2 separate regions of the Mus musculus genome follow, and region 2 is linked to region 1. The links are chromatin contacts, called in public Hi-C maps. All regions are on one chromosome and are shown on one strand. The core of a region is the stretch at or near the end of the contact, and the rest is flanking DNA. Distances in the headings are between cores, read along the strand shown. Region 1 overlaps Gm30173 (predicted gene, 30173). Region 2 has its middle 48 kb from the start of Gm30292.

Evidence for each region. A called contact is a pair of places that touch in the nucleus more often than the background predicts.
Region 2: a contact with region 1 is called in a Hi-C map of muscle stem cells, with 2.2 times the contacts expected there. The contact joins two enhancer-like sites. A contact is called at or near these places in 1 of 15 datasets of contacts at CTCF or cohesin (large pre-B cells), 9 of 484 Hi-C or Micro-C datasets (the C2C12 cell line, the G1E-ER4 cell line, the HL-1 cell line and 4 more), 2 of 115 datasets of contacts at active chromatin or transcription factors (fibro-adipogenic progenitors and large pre-B cells) and 1 of 9 other capture datasets (embryonic stem cells).

Annotation. Positions count from the first base shown.
Region 1 is chr3:52,537,170-52,541,785 of GRCm38.p6, reverse strand. The region is part of intron 1 of Gm30173 (predicted gene, 30173); the gene reads right to left. Among named protein-coding and RNA genes, the nearest start is that of Gm30173, 23 kb to the right of the region's middle. Within about 2 kb of position 3,260, at least 33 of the 459 cell types and tissues checked have an H3K27ac peak or open chromatin away from gene starts, as enhancers often do. A contact at or near this core is called in muscle stem cells, where this site is marked.
Region 2 is chr3:52,843,515-52,847,796 of GRCm38.p6, reverse strand. No RefSeq gene overlaps it. Among named protein-coding and RNA genes, the nearest start is that of Gm30292, 48 kb to the right of the region's middle. Within about 2 kb of position 2,331, at least 50 of the 459 cell types and tissues checked have an H3K27ac peak or open chromatin away from gene starts, as enhancers often do. A contact at or near this core is called in muscle stem cells, where this site is marked.

The DNA.
Region 1 (4,616 bases), core at 2,011-4,510:
GCACACAATCATGGGAAGCTTTCAAGTCAGCTCAGAGACCTCCTCTCCAGATATTCTAACAACAAGCTTAGCTCTAGTCTTATAGGGAGGCAGCTGGGTTTTGGATCTGCATCCATCAATCTTTATCGATTAGATATCTCCCATAGGTGTTTCATAGACTATGACCTCCTTGTGGGAGCAGAAAAGAAACAATAAAAACGAGATGAACATTTTTATATGGGAAGCAAGGCCAATTTTGGATCAGAAGTGCGGTCACCAGAACTGAGCCACAGAGTTGGATCATGGGATTATGTCAAAGCATGTGGACAAGAATTAAAGCCACTGGGTCAGGACTGCACCAATAATAAAGTTTACGTCCTGATTACAATTGTTTCCAGAGACCCTCAAGGCTGACAAGGATGGAGAGTGTGGTTTCTCAAAGCCAACACTTAGAGTACCTAAGGCAGCCTCAGTACACAGACACCCTCCTCCCCCTCGGAACCACGAGCAGCCAGCGAACTTCCAAGGCAAATGGAATGCTGAAGAAAGGCAGTGTTTAGCCTGCAAAAGGGAAAATTTAGCAGAGGAGCAGCAGCCAGAGAACGCAGATATTAAATGCCACATGAAAGAAAGACAATCTAGATGTATTGTGTATGTCTAGTCGAATAGAATTGAGCCCAGGGGGTGGAATTCCCAGAGAGCAGTTTTTAATCTCCAGATAAGGCAAAGCATTAGAACGGCATGCCTCTGTGGACTCTGCAAGCTCTTGGTTATTCCCCAAGCGTTCACTGATCAGGGCCCAGCGTGAGGCTCCACAGGGGTATCTGTTCTTTGTAGTCAGCATCCCTGTACCCTCCCAGGGTCCCGATTTGAGTAACAAATAATATAGTTGTCCTGTTCAATGAGCATCTGATACATGCCAGGAATGAGTCTAAACACTGAAAAACAAACAAACAAACAAAAACAAAAAACAAAACAAAACCACAGCCCCCATGAAGCCCAGTGGTGCATGCTTCAATCTCAGTACTTGGGAGGCTGGAGAAGGGTGCATACAAGTTTGAGACTGGGCCAGACTACATGGTAAACTCAAGGCCATTTTGACCACATAGCAAAACCCTGTCTCAAAAATAAACAATAACAAAGTCCATATTTTTAACTTTAACTCCTAGGTAGAAAGGGGGAGAAAGAGCAAATTAGAATAAAATTTTCTAAGGGCACTGTAAGCAATGGTGTTGAGGATAGAGATAGTATTTTAATATCGGGCACAGAAAGAAGATAAGAGGTCATTCAATGTTGTTGTTGTTGTTGTTTTTCTCATTTAATAAATATTTGTTGACTATGTGTTATGTGCCAAGCACTGTAAAGGCCCCACAGCTAGGCAATGTGAAATCTCTCCTTCCTCGTGAATATAACGTGGATACAAAAGACCACCCACAAACAGCACAGGCTATTACCATTGCTCCTGGCTGCCTGTCAGAACATGAAGGTAACACTCTACGGCTGAAGATGCCCCACATTTCCATCACAAGGCTTATCCAGCACAGTTTGAAAGAGAACTGTCCTGCCCAGAATCACGCCTCGTACCTGGCAGTACCTGGTACTGTCTGCCTAGGGCACATCTCCAGGCTGTGTGGCAACTCTCCCCAGTCAGCTGAAAATCGCTGGCTCTTGGCTCCACATACCCTTCCCACTTAAAGCTCCTTTAATACCCAGAATAAGTTCAAAAGTGCCCAGTGTCTGCCTTTCTTGCTTGGGGCTTTCTCCGCTGGCCTCATAGCAGACTGTGGAATTCTAAGCATGCGTCTGCGGCTCAGAGAGGCTGCCAGTGTGTCAGGCCATAGGTTTTATTGGGGTCCATATCCCAGGAGAGAAACTCGATCTGTGACATCTGTCAGAGAGAGAGAGAAAAAAAAAAAAGGAAAGGTAGAAGGTTCCATTACTCCTGACATGGTTTGTACTGGCTTCTTCGTAGACTTCTGGCTTTACGGATGCTCTGAAATAGGCAATAAGCCTGCTTCATGACTTGAGCCATACTAAACTAGTAGAAAAATCACCGCAAGTTCCAGTTAACTCTTTGAAAGTAAAGCTCACTCTTTGGGCTACACGAGCGCCTTGTGAAGGACCGAGGAGTAGACATGTATCCAGGCAGAAGGAACGCTTCATGTCAACTTTCCTTCCTCCTTCTCTACCAATCCGAGAAATCTCTATGCAGGACCAACTCCAAACACCAACTTCTCTTCGTTCCAGAAAGTAAAAATGTGGCTCCCAAGATGTCAAAGGGTATCAATCAATTTATACCAAGAGGGCAGATTGAACTGTCCCCAAGATTTATTCTTTCTACATCTAAAAACCTCAACCACCTAGGACCTACCAACCACCAATGCATCTCCATGTTTTGTGACTAGTTTTGTTGCTAGAGATGCATTGCCTGAGCTCTTTTGGTCTATCACTGGACAGAGATAAAGTAGCAGCCTGCCCAGACCTCCCCTTTAAGATGTTCCACAGCACCACAGGGCTTGGGATCTTACAGAACTCAAGGCTCACACCCTCTTCTTTCTCAGATACCCAGATTTGCCTCCCTAAATACCGGTTGTCATGGTACCAGAGAAGATTCCAGTGACGTCCAGGCCTAGACTATAGCCTAGAATGTTCTTGGAGTCATCACTTGGGCTGACTGCAGAACACACTGTTTGGGGATTCTCCAATGCATCCCTTTGGCTGAATGGCCCATATGAGATCCTTGAACTTCAGAGCCCTCACGTCCTCTATCAGGGTTGTGGAGAACGGCAGCAACACCAGGGACTAAACAAGATTTCCTGTGTAAGTCCCTACCTCATTCCTCATGCCACACCACCCCTAGATGGTGACAGAAGAATCATGGCCTGGGGGTGATGGTGTGGAGTGGCAATTATTCCATCTCCCAGAATTCTTTGTGCCAGGAATCCTGGTCTCACAGTATCCAGCAAGCACCAGTCATCACCACAGCAAGGCCAAAATCCCAAGCATCAGAACTTTGCCTAACGTTACTCAGCCAAATGAGTGGCTAATGCTAGACTCCGGGGTCTCTAGAGAAATAGAACTGATTGTGTGTTGTGTGTGTGTATCGGTGTGTGTATGTATATGTGCATATATATATATCTGTGTGTGTGTGTGTGTGTGTGTGTGTGTGTGTGTGTGTGTGTGTGGTGGGGGTTTATCAGATTGTCTTACATAATATGGCCCTGGCAGTCCAACAGTGGTGATTCACGATGACTAAGCTGAGACTCTGGTAACTGCTCACATCAGGAGGCTGCATGTCTCAGCAGCAGTGTCTCTGGCACTGAAGGTCTTGAGGATTCCTGGAAAGCTGTTGGTCATCAGTCTGCATTGGAAACCCGAAGAAAGTGGTTTTATTCTCAACAAAGGAACGATGTAGCCACAGGACCAGCAGACTTGTCAGCAAGAGTGAAGGCAAACAGAAAGCAGTGTCCATCTTCTATGTCCTTTATCTGGTCTGGCACCAGAAGTTACCATCCCCATTTAGGATAAGTCTTCCCACTTCAAATAATGTGATCAAGAAAATTCCTCACAGAAATGCCCAGTGGCTTGTAATTTAGTTGATTCCAGATCCAACCAAGTTGACAACCGAGATTAGCCATCACAGCCACCAAAGTAGCTCCTGAGTTCTTTTGGCCAATTAAGTTATCCGCTTCCATCACAGAGAGCCGCAATCTATACAGCAACTGATTACAGAATTGTTCTGATTTAAGGAAATCTGGTGGGGCTATTTACCACTTACTTCTCTCTCACTGGGTCACCTGTAGCAATTACATCAATTCTCAAAGACGTTTGAATACCCCACCCCCAGACCTGATGCCTCTGCAGAAAGGAGAGCTATGCTGCCACCGTAGAGAAGGCTTTGGCTGCTGTAGCCCACCCCATGGATGGGCACTGCCTGTGATCAGTCTCCTCAAGCGCTCTCAGGAATCTTCAGAGCCAGAAGAGTCCGGCCACACCGGTTTATACCATCTTTTCCATAGAAAGACAACTTTTCCTTTCTCTACTTTCTCGGTGGACAATTACAGGGCCTCCAGCTGTCCCCATCAGTTAAATCACCGGGACTTCCTTTCTGGTCATACTTTTTTTTTCCTGAAGCAACACTTTAGCAGCAGATTAGTCCCTGATGAAGCAGTGCTTTTTATCACCAAGCAATATTTGTCATCCTGAGGGCCTCATAGTTCAGTTTCCATCCAGTAGGTCACGTGTGAGGCTCTCCCTCAGTCAATTGTCGCACTGTGACCTGCATTTTTAACCACACAAAGTGGCTCTAAACAAACAAGTAGACGCTAGAGATTATTAAACATTCCAACGTTCTTTATCATTGAATCTGTCTGTTTATTATCATCAGTATCTTTCCCTTCCTTGGCCCTCTTTCCCCCCACCCCCACCCCCCCCCCCGCCCAGATCCAGTTTTTCAAATGATTTCAGATCCTGAATAAATAGCATGTGCTCAACAAATATTTGATAACTTGATTTGCATCACTGGACATACAAGAATATTCTGAAATGGAGGAGAGATGCCAATCACAGGATTTTAGAGCCAGCAGGGATCTGGGAAACAGAACCAAGCAAGCCCTTTATGTTATAGATGATGAACG
Region 2 (4,282 bases), core at 1,082-3,581, 310 kb before region 1:
TGGCTTACACTTCCATACTGCTGTTCAACACCAAGGAAGTCAGGACTGGAACTCAAGCAGGTCAGGAAGCAGGAGCTGATGCAGAGGCCATGGAGGGATGTTCCTTACTGGCTTGCTTCCCCTGGCTTGCTCGGCCTGCTCTCTTATAGAACCCAAGACTACCAGCCCAGAGATGGTCCCACCCACAAGGGGCCTTTCCCCCTTGATCACTAATTGAGAAAATGCCTTCCAGTTGGATCTCATGGAGGCATTTCCTCAACTGAAGCTCCTTTCTCTGTGATAACTCCAGCTGTGTCAAGTTGACACAAAACTAGCCAGTACAATTGACCCCTTGTCAACTTGACCCACAAATACATCACTAGTAAGCCTCAACCCTTAGTTCTTATTCATCCCCAAGATCTAAAATAACTTTAAAAGTCCCACAGTCTTTACATATTAAAAGTTCAATCCTTTTAAAATATTCACTATCTTTTAAAATTCAAAGTACTTTAAAATTCAAAGTCTCTTAACTGTGGGCTTCACTAAAAAACTTCCTTCAAGAGGGTAAAATATCAGGGCACAGTCACAATCAAAAGCAAAAATCAATCTCCAACCGTCCAATGTCTGGGATCCAACTCACGGTCTTCTGGGCTCCTCCAAGGGCTTGGGTCACTTCTCCAGCCATGCCCTTTGTAGCACACATGTTGTCTTCTAGGCTCCAGCTGCCTGTACTCCACTGCTGCAGCTGTTCTTGGTAGTCATCTCATGGTACTGGCATCTCCAAAATGCTGCTGTCTTCCAATGTAACTTGGCTTCAACAATAGCCTCTCATAGGCTCTCTTCATGGTGCTAAGCCTCAACTCCTTTGCATGACCCCTTCAGTCCTGGGCCATCAATTGCAACTGAGGCTGCACCTTCACCAATGGCCTTCCATGGCCTCTCACAGTGCTGAGCTTCAGCTGCTCTGCGTGACCCCTTCATGCCTTCAAAACCAGTACCACCTGGGTAACTCTTACACATTACCAAGTCCAGCCACAGCACAAGGTACAACCTTGGCTATCTCTGGAACACAGCCTCTGTGCTCTCACAAAACACTTCCCAGAAGATGTCACCTCAATGATGCTGGTCTCTTCTTAATCACCGCTAATTTCTTAGCTCCAGCTAACCAGCATCAATAGTCCCAGTAATGCAAAGGTTTTGCTTTAGTAGTTCTGGTATCTTGTTAATCACAGCTGATTCTTCAGCCCCAGCTAACCAAAACCACAGAATCTTCACAATCAAACTAGCAATGGCCCTGAAAAAAGTCTTTAATCTTCCCTCTGAAATTTCACAAGCCAGGCCTCCTTCTTCTGCACTGTTCTCAACATTATCTTCCAAGCTCCTACACAACATTCGACAGAGCTCTTAACACCAAATGGATCTTCTGGCCCAAAGTTCCAAAGTCCTTCTACAGACATCCCCAAAACATGGTCAGGTTGTCACAGGAATACCCCACTATGCTTGTACCAATTTGTATTAGTCAGGGTTTCTATTCCTATACAAACATCACGACCAAGAAGCAAGTTGGGGAGGAAAGGGTTTATTCAGCTTACACTTCCATACTGCTGTTCATCACCAAGGAAGTCAGGACTGGAACTCAAGCAGGTCAGAACGCAGGAGCTGGTGCAGAGGCTATGGAGGGATGTTCTTTACTGGCTTGCTTCCCCTGGCTTGCTCAGCCTGCTCTCTTATAGAACCCAAGACTACCAGCCCAGAGATGGTCCCCCCAACAAGGGGCCCTCCCCCCTTGATCACTAATTGAGAAAATGCCCCACAGCTAGATCTCATGGAGGCATTTCCTCAACTGAAGCTCCTTTTTCTATGATAACTCCAGCTGTGTCAAGTTGACACAAAACTAGCCAGTACAACTAGTAAGACATAGACTAAAATTGAGCCTGTCTGGGTGATCACTTGTCTGTTCTGTTCCCTCTCTCAGTCTCCCACCTGTCCTTGGTAAATGTGACAGATAGGAGCGCTGGGGAGATGGCTCAGTCAGTCAGGATCCTGCAATCATGAGGACCTGAGTTTAGATCCGAAGAACCCATGTAAAAAGCCAGGCATGGTGGCACACTCTTGTAATCCCAGAAATGTTGAAGTGGAGACAGGCAGCCTGGGGCTCCGTGACCAATCAGCCTTGCTTAGGCTGTGAGCCCAGGGCTGGGTGGAGTCTTGTAGATCATGAGAACTAAGTGAGGCCTGAGCCAGGCTGACACACACTTATAACACTAGCATCTGCAAGGCTGAGGTAGGCAGACCAAGAGTTCTAGGCTAGCCTGGGCTACACATCATAACCATGTTAGGTCAGGGCTAAGAAACTGCATTTCCTTAACTAGATAAACCTGTGGTGAGCTACTTGCCCCACCCCACTTACAACTTGCAGTTGTAAAGGTGCAGCTGGGAGGAGGGGGAGGGGCTGACTGACTGGCTGGGGGAGGGGCTGACTGGCTGGGGGAGGGGCTGACTGGCCTGCTATGTAGCATGTGGCATGCCTGGTGGGTTTCCTGGCTTTGCCACATTCCCTTCCCACTGGTCCCAAATAAGATTATGAACTACCAAACAGATCAACTGCACCAGGGGCCATTGAACCCTTCCCACACAAGGGTCCCCAAGATGTGTTTTTCCAGTACTGTCATTTCCCTTTATTTTGAGTGAAAATCTCAGTTCATAAAGTTCTGGGATCCTACTTTTTAATACAATGTTTCTAACTTAATGTCAGAAGGAACCTGTGTCCCTCATCCTAAGAGAAGTGAGCAGATACCTTGTTCTATGCACCTCAGCCTGCCAAGTTTATATAAACCAACCTATCAATACTGACTTAAGGGCATGGGGCATTGTCACTGTCCCCAGCATGTGTGTGTGTGTGTGTGTGTGTGTGTGTGTGTACGCACATGTGTGTGAGTGCACCTATGCATGTGCATGCATGTGTGCACGAGTGTGCATGTACATGTGTGTTGCGTTTGCACAAAAAAAATTTCACGAGGTTTCATTTTTCATCGGTTACCAGTGGCTGTAGATCATGCAGAGAAGTTTCTGGATGCTTCATTCAGTAAAAGGTAGTCACCTTCCAAGTCACACGTATCTATCCAGACTTCCTATGCCCTGGGTTATTTACTGACCATGTACCCAGAAGTGCAGAATCGTCTTCACACGGTGGTCCCAGCTGGTTTCTGTAGAGTTTCCCAGGATGCCCCCACACCTCTGTGAGGGATTTGTTCCTCTTTGAGAGCCAGATGCAGTCTCTTTTTGGTAGCAGAGATGGCCACTGGTGTTTCTGACTACGGATGTACCTACCATACCCCAAGGGAGAGGGAATAGTGTATCCTCTGCCAATCACAATTTAGACAGAGGAGAGTCCTTGCTCGGAAGCAGGATGGAAAGAACTGCCTAGTGATCAAGGATTCAATGTCCCTGAAATTCGACTTTGATGCCTCATTTGTTTAATTCAATTTATTTCCACCCCCCCCCCCCAGAGTTGTTTTTGCAAAGTCCTGTCATTCTGAGAGCAGTCACTAGAGGGCGCCCTGGGACACCTTTTGGAGCTGCCCCCTAGAGGCGGAGCTGGGAAAGGAAGTGCAAAACGGACAAGAATCAGTCTTGGAGCTGATTGGTAGATGAGTTACCAGAGCTTTCTGCCGAAAAGGAAAAGCATGAAGAGAGAGCCTAAGGACAAAGCATCAGTCACACAGAAGGGGCTCAGTTGCTGTACAGTGTGCAGCCGCTGCCCCCTGTGGATAACAGCCATTTGAAATGTGGCTAAGGCCAAACCAAGATGAACGTCTACGAAACACAAACCATGTCTGGAAGGCTTGCGAAGAGAACACATAATGTAAAGTAATTTGATTCTTGGATATTAATTACACATTAAAATCCTATTGAATAAAGCACTTTTTTCTCATTTTGTTTTAGACAGGATCTTGCGGAAGAGCCTGAGCTGAAATCTATCGTGTCACACAAGCTTGCCCCCAGAGTTGCAATCCTCAGCTGGAATTACAGACCTGAGCCACCATGCCTGGCTCATTGTATTTCATTTTTAAGCAGCTTAGCATTGCACGCATTTGTAGATTACAGCGTCGGGTGGTGACCCTAAAAAGAAAGAGAGCCTCGTGAAGGAGCAAAGTTCCTGGAAGAGATCTTGAACAATTTCCAGCCCCTAGCCTCCCAGTGTTGTTACGTGGGGTCAGAATACCAGCATAGGACCTTGCCAAGGATTAGGAGCTGGTGATGGTGACAGTGGTAAGGTGGCCCAGGCTCTGACAGCTGTGCG